Linked DNA regions of Mus musculus: region 2 is linked to region 1. The links are chromatin contacts, called in public ChIA-PET maps. All regions are on one chromosome and are shown on one strand. The core of a region is the stretch at or near the end of the contact, and the rest is flanking DNA. Distances in the headings are between cores, read along the strand shown. Region 1 has its middle 4.9 kb from the start of Crhbp. Region 2 has its middle 45 kb from the start of Gm24032.

The links. ChIA-PET counts read pairs in DNA pulled down with a chosen protein or histone mark.
Region 2: an RNA polymerase II ChIA-PET map of memory CD8 T cells shows a contact between it and region 1, with 10 read pairs. The contact joins two enhancer-like sites. A contact is called at or near these places in 2 of 115 datasets of contacts at active chromatin or transcription factors (embryonic stem cells and memory CD8 T cells).

The regions. Positions count from the first base shown.
Region 1 is chr13:95,448,056-95,451,471 of GRCm38.p6, reverse strand. No RefSeq gene overlaps it. Among named protein-coding and RNA genes, the nearest start is that of Crhbp, 4.9 kb to the right of the region's middle. Within about 2 kb of position 1,526, at least 45 of the 459 cell types and tissues checked have an H3K27ac peak or open chromatin away from gene starts, as enhancers often do. A contact at or near this core is called in memory CD8 T cells, where this site is marked.
Region 2 is chr13:95,940,911-95,944,326 of GRCm38.p6, reverse strand. No RefSeq gene overlaps it. Among named protein-coding and RNA genes, the nearest start is that of Gm24032, 45 kb to the right of the region's middle. Within about 2 kb of position 1,481, at least 58 of the 459 cell types and tissues checked have an H3K27ac peak or open chromatin away from gene starts, as enhancers often do. A contact at or near this core is called in memory CD8 T cells, where this site is marked.

The DNA of each region.
Region 1 (3,416 bases), core at 277-2,776:
TGTAGGAAATATTCAGTATGTAGGTTCCGGTGCAGGGCTTTCTCGATGTCTGGAACTAGGGTTACCCTCAGCCTGAAATTTTTGATTTTTCCCACAGACTGCTGTCTATATACTAACTACACAGTATTGCGTTGAGCCATGCAATTGCCTGAGGCAATCGATATTGATGGTGTCTTATTTGTCACACACACATATGTATGTATATGTGTATGTATATGTATAATGCATTGGTGGGACACTGCACAAGGAGATACCACAGATAGCTAATTGTTACCTAGATCTTTCTCTGTTCTTGTCCTTTTCAAAAGCTCCTGTAAACTCCTGTCCTTTAGATCTATTTTAAGACAGCAGAAGCACAACTCTTTGCATATTATTTCTCCTCTGTCAGGGAAGAGGCAGATTCTGCAGGTGATGTCATATCCCAGTGCACGTCACCACTGCTCAGTGACACACACTGCTGGGTCTGGAGCTTGCTGTACCCCTCCCTTTGATGCAAGGAGTGAGGCATATGAGATGGCATTTCATTGTAATCTCTGGACTGGATGTTAGTCATGGAATATTTCAGAGGGAGCCTGAAGTGAGCTGAGGAAATAATGTCACTCCGAAGTCAAGGGAACCTGCGCAAAGATGAGCAATGTGCGGCCTCCCTGACAGCGACGGATCCGCTGCTTCCAGCCTGGGACTGTGCCGTCTCACTTTTTGCTGCTTGTCTAGTTATTTTTAAAGCCCCAACTTATTATTGTCCTGACTCATTTCCAGGAGTGTCCCCCCCACCCCCGCCATGTCTTCAGAGAAGGATTCATCAGCTGGCTGGATACAGAGGCAACTTTGTGGTGTGGGCTTGGCTTCTTGCTCACGGTGAGAATCTGGGCAAACCTTACCTCTTTCATTTCTCTCTCCCATCAGTGCCCTTCAGATGCATTCTTGCTAGCCACACTTTCTTGGTCCTAACCGTCTCAGTTTTGACACATGATCTCACTCAGCGATGCTTGATAAGGGTCTAACTGCTTCCTCCTTGGCAGGCCCTGATTTCCCCCTCTTTCTGCTTTGTAACATCAGCCGCTCCCATTCCTCTCTCTTCTCAGTTTTATTCCACTCTGACTCTCACCATTTCTTGTGATGAAATCAGCTCCTCTGTCATGCACATAATCTTTAATGGGACCCATTCCTGGCTCATCTTTTAAAATGCAGTTCTGCAATTAGATTCTAATCTAGTCCTCTAATTTTCTAGCCATGGCTTTTAAAGTCAGTTAATGTTTTAATATGAAGTCATTCATTCTAATTTAATAATGATATGAAAACATATCCCATGTATGCCTCTTACAAAAATATTATCATTAGTTTTGGTGATGAAGACATGAAATAGAATTGGTAATTTAACCACAGCTGTCATTTACATCTATTCTGTCTGCATTACTTACACTGTTTGACACCTACAGTAATTTTTAGCATATACTCTACCGTTTATAGATAAGGAAGCTTATGATCAAAGAGCTCTTTGAACCCATGTGGGTTTTGTTTTGCGTTTGTGTGGTTTACTGAAATGTTACCGTACAGTCAGTCTGTTATCTAGAAATAGCACCATGCTCTAGTGTATAACACAATGCATGGATATTATAGCTCACTCTATGAAAAGGCTAAACTGTTTTAGAGATGGCTGTGTTTTGGAAGCAGTAACTGCTGCCAGTTACAAACACCTTTCATGGAAACTGCTTTCCCCCTTTTCTCAAGGGAATGTTGTTATGACAGTCTTCTGCCCTGGCCTCTGACCTCTGCCTACAGGTTTGTGGGTGAAGATTTTAAGAATGTAAGTTTGAGCTTGTTTTCATCTGTCTGATGGTGACACAAAGTTTTTGGTGGCCTATGTGAAGCTCCCAGAACTGGGGGCAACCTACAGACAGAGGGACCAGGGTGTGGCCACAACCTACAGACAGAGGGACCAGGGCGTGGCCACTCAGTGCTTGCTTTTACTTTTTCTTTTCTGAAGGCATCTTCTGTTGCCGGATTTGACCACATTGTGAAACACAAGGTTGTGAGCTGGGGTTTTGTTTTAATGTGGGCTCATCCCTAGCACACACCTTTAACCCAAAGAGCTTTCCGTAAGCAGGAGCTAAATATAGTCAAAGATAGGTCAAGAGGCTGAGCAAGCTACCATTTAACAGGAAGGGGACAGGAGGAAGAAAGGAGGGTCTTTGAGTTGAAGGCCATTTAAGACAGTGTGGAGAAGGAGAAAGAAGGCATTTTTCCCTCTGGGACATTGGTGGAGGAGGAAGGTCAGCTTAGTGCTTTCTCTGACTCTCTGAGCTAGCAGGCTTTCACCCTAGCATCTGGCTTTTGAGTCTTCATTGGTAAATTGAATATTTGGGATTTAAAAAAACAAACAAACAATCAAACAAACAAAAAAACACCCAATAATCTTCATATCTTGAAAATAGATTATACTAATGTACGGATTATACTTCAGCTTGTTATCGCTCGAGCCCTACCTCCCAAACGTGTAGTTTCTCTCAACTGGAGATCTTCTATAGCTGAAACATGAGAGTATCATCCAAAGTCTGACTCACACTAGGTCCGCAAATCAGATTCACTTAGCTCCCTCTGATTTTTAATACCGCTGAAAAATAATCTTAATGAGTATAAATCGTTCCATTAATATAATAAAATCTATGTTGGATTTAAAAGATACAAAAACAACTCTAAAATTAATATGGAACCTCAAACAAAACAAAACAAAAACCTTGAAGGAAACAAAACCAACCAACCAACCAACAAACAAACAAACAAAAAAACAAAACCAGAAGGCATCAAACTTATTGACTTCAAAATTTAGACCCCAGAGTTGTCAGCTGTGGTCCTGGCATAAGGAGAGATACCGGCCCATTAAGAAGAACAGCAAACTCCACTTGGACAAGGATATCAAGAGTATACAATGAGGAAAGGACACATATGTTGAAGCCTCCCCGCCCAGCATAGCTGTAGCCATTTGGTTCCTTGCCTGCCAACTATTTCATATTGTTGCCGTAATATGTCTGTCCGTCATTGGCACAGAAAAATAACTTGACTCGGAGTAGGGGTCATGCTGACCACATACCCAGTTTTGTTCCATATGTTATAAGCTTTGTTAATCTTAAGAAATTCCACAACTATAAGCTTCCTGAAGGCCCCATCAAATTAAAGGTCAATATGAACTGTTATGTCTAAAATGACTTGAGTCAGGGTTGACCCCTGGGCAGCACTTCCAACATCTGTGTATGAGCTCCTTGTGTTTTTGTGTTTTTAGCCTTTATAAGCTGTCCCTGAGAGATGTCCAGCTTTGAGCTGTTGCCCTGGTCGATCGGTCTTGGGGATGTGCGTTCAGTAAGCCATTCCTGCTTAGCTGAAATTGGTGTTCATGTGGTTTATGGGTTGACTCTAGG
Region 2 (3,416 bases), core at 232-2,731, 490 kb before region 1:
GCCATGAGTTAACTTTTAACAATGGTTGTGATTAAACCCCATTGCAAATTTTTTGAAATTTCAGCAATTTGCTCTAGATCCAACACTCTAGCAGCAGTAACCCCAGGGAATCATTCGGTGTGATCCTGATGATGAGTTGGTGCCTATGCCTCATTGAGTCCCCTGCTATGCTACCATAGGAGCGGAAGAGGGAAGAGAAAAGAGTTACAAGCCCAGCACCCACTGTGTGACAGTCACTGTGGTCCTGTTTAGTGATGGTTATAATTTCACTTCCCCTCACATCCATCTCAGAGGAAAGAGATTAAGCCACATCCCACTGGGTCTGCATTTGTAGTAAGGTGCCTTGGACCATGCCTTACACACAGCAGCCACGGGATTCATATCTGTTGTGTGAATAGGCAAAGAATGAAAAGACTCCTGGTATACACATTCACGGCCATCTCGGGTCTGATTCCTGCAACTGCCTCCTTCCCTTCCATATCCGAGTACACAGAAATCAACTAGAGGCAACGCGCTGCCAGGCAACAATTATACTGCCCCTTTAACCTACAAGGCCCTTCTACCATGCTTCCTTCTCAGGTCAGGTTTCCCTAGAAACAGATTAAGAGAGATTTTAGCTGTCTGTTGATGAGTGCTCTTGGAATAGCTGCCTAAGAAGACAGAAGGACATGGCAGGAAGAAATCTCTAGTGTGTGGTAGTGGGAGGCTCTGTGAGGATGGAGAGAGTTCTGGAATTGTCCTGATGGAGGCAAGGGGAGGGACCGTTGCATGCCCACTTTGGGTGACACAGCTGCCTTCCTAGAGGGACTCCACCACGAGACATTAGATATAACACTCCAGACCTCTACAGAGTGAGTGCCTCTGGCCTGCAGGAAGATCTGGAGTGCCTACCTTCCTGTCTCATCTGCCTGCTCTGTGGCTGACTTCCTGTGGCATCCAGAACAGGGGGCACTGTGTCAAAAATGCCACACCAACTCAATTGTGTCTCCCTGACACACTTAATCCAATACCTAGCTGTTCCAGAGGAGACCGAACATGAGAGTTTGACTCTATGTACCACTAAACTTTTAGAGCTAGGCATGGCAGCTCACACATAACTAGCACTTGGGAGGCTGGAGCAGAAGGACTGCCTATCCTGGAAGGCTGCCCTGAGCACACGTAGGAAATAGTAGGCCAGCATGGACTATAGAACAAGAACCCTGTCTAAACAAACCAACAAATCCGCCAAAGTCTTGACTTCCAACAAGAACACACAAAAATACACACATGCTTTTAGCCTTTATTTTGGTAGCTACAACAGCCCTCAATGCTGGGGACTGAACCCAGGGGCTTGCTAGACATTCTTATCACTGAGAAACATCCCCAGTCCTTGATTTCTAAGACAAGATCAAATGTAGCCAAAGCTGGCCTCAAACAGAAGTCCTCTTGCTTTAGCTTCCTGAGTTTGGGACTGGAGGCATGTGCCACAACCCGCATACCACAAGAACCCCCATGGGTTCAGCTGGGGACTTGCTTTAAGTAGGTACAAGTAAGGGAGGTCCCACACACACAGCTGAAAGCAGCTTCTTGTTGACAGCATTGTGAGAGCCTTGAGGTCTGTCCCTGATCAGACACCAGGCTCCCGCTGGTGAATCCCTCCTCCTCACAGGCTGCTCTGAGAGCTGCCTGATTAAAATGCTGCAAGAGCTGAACAGCCACAAATCTAAGTGTCCTAAGTTATCATTTCCCCTATTCCATTTTGTGTGTGTGTGTGTGTGTGCGTGTGCGTGTGTGTGTGTGTGTGTGTGTGTGTGTGAGAGAGAGAGAGAGAGAGAGAGAGAGAGAGAGAGAGAGAGAGAGAGAGAGAGAGAGAGAGAGAGATTTTCTTCTAGGACCCTGCAGCTACTAGAGGAAAGAATAATAAGAAAAAAAAATCTGTAACACAGGAAGATGCTCTGCCTCCTCCATTATTATTGAACTGGTTTTGCACAGTATGCTGATCTCTGAAACGATGAGCTTCCAAACAGCAGCCAATGCTACGGAGACAGTAGAGCTGGCCTCAGGTCTGCAACAAGGCAAGAGACCCCATAGAATAAAGATGTAGGCTGGCGTGATGTACAGGGAAAGATGACCAGAGTAAAATAAAGGACCAGCACTCTGCACATACGTGCTGTTCGGCTCTCCATAGAAAATGCCATTACATGTTCTGAGCATGTAGTTTGGGCCCTCTGATGTCAGAAGGTCACCCATTAGACACTTGTTAGGGAACTTGAAGGACCTGTGGTTTCCATTTGGCCAAGTTCCTTCCAAGTTCCTGAAATTTAACTTAAGCAACATTTATCATCTTGACCAACAAGGCAGAGGTGTTAACTGCAGCAAAGCTAACAGTGCTCAGTGATTAGACCTCCAACTGGAAGAAAAGCAAATGAAGGGATGGAATGGGGTGGGATGGGATGGGAGCCACTCCGTGATAGAGATTCACCCAGCATGAGCAAGGCCTTAGGTTTGATTCCCAGCACAGTAAACACAATTTGAAATTATAAAGCAGTGAAAACAAGCGAAACTGGAGGAGTTTCACCATATTCACCGTAGCTTTACAAACTACAGACCTTCATTCCCCAAAGAAAGCAGAGACAGAAGAGAGAAGAGGCAGGAAGCAGGGATATGAGAATCCCCAAGGATGAGAAATAATTTCCCTTTCTTCCCAGGGTCACATACAACATGGAATTCCTGTCGAGCTTCTCTCTCTCTCTCTCTCTCTCTCTCTTTCTCTCTCTCTCTTTTTCTCTGTGTGTGCTTGTGTGTGTGTGTGTGTGTGTGTGTGTGTGTGTGTGTGTGACTGTGTGACTGTGTGTGACTGTGTGTGTGTGTGACTGTGTGACTGTGTGTGACTGTGTGACTGTGTGTGACTCTGTGTGTGTGTGTGTGTGTGTGTGTGTGACTGTGTGACTGTGTGTGACTGTGTGTGTGACTGTGTGACTGTGTGTGACTCTGTGTGTGTGTGTGTGTGTGTGACTGTGTGTGACTGTGTGTGTGTGACTGTGTGACTGTGTGACTGTGTGTGACTGTGTGTGTGTGTGTGTGTGTGACTGTGTGACTGTGTGTGACTGTATGTGTGTGTGTGTGTTTCTCACTGGGAATTGAATGCTGAACCCATGCACGCTTAGAAAGTGCTTTACCGCTGAGGCTGAGCTCTATCCATTCTCAGCCCAGCTGCTGAGATCCTAATTTGTGTGGCAGCCAGAGTTTTGTCTTCTCATTTCCCAGTGTGGATTCTGTGTTCAGGGCAGCTGAGCAACTACATCCAGCTGAGCTGCAGAGGGCTCGACATAGACCTCAGATGGCTGTGCTCCAAGGTTGTTTATTCATTCCCCAAACACGTAAATATCAAGCTGGGCATGGTAGCAAATGCCTGCTGAGGCAGGAAGATTGACAGT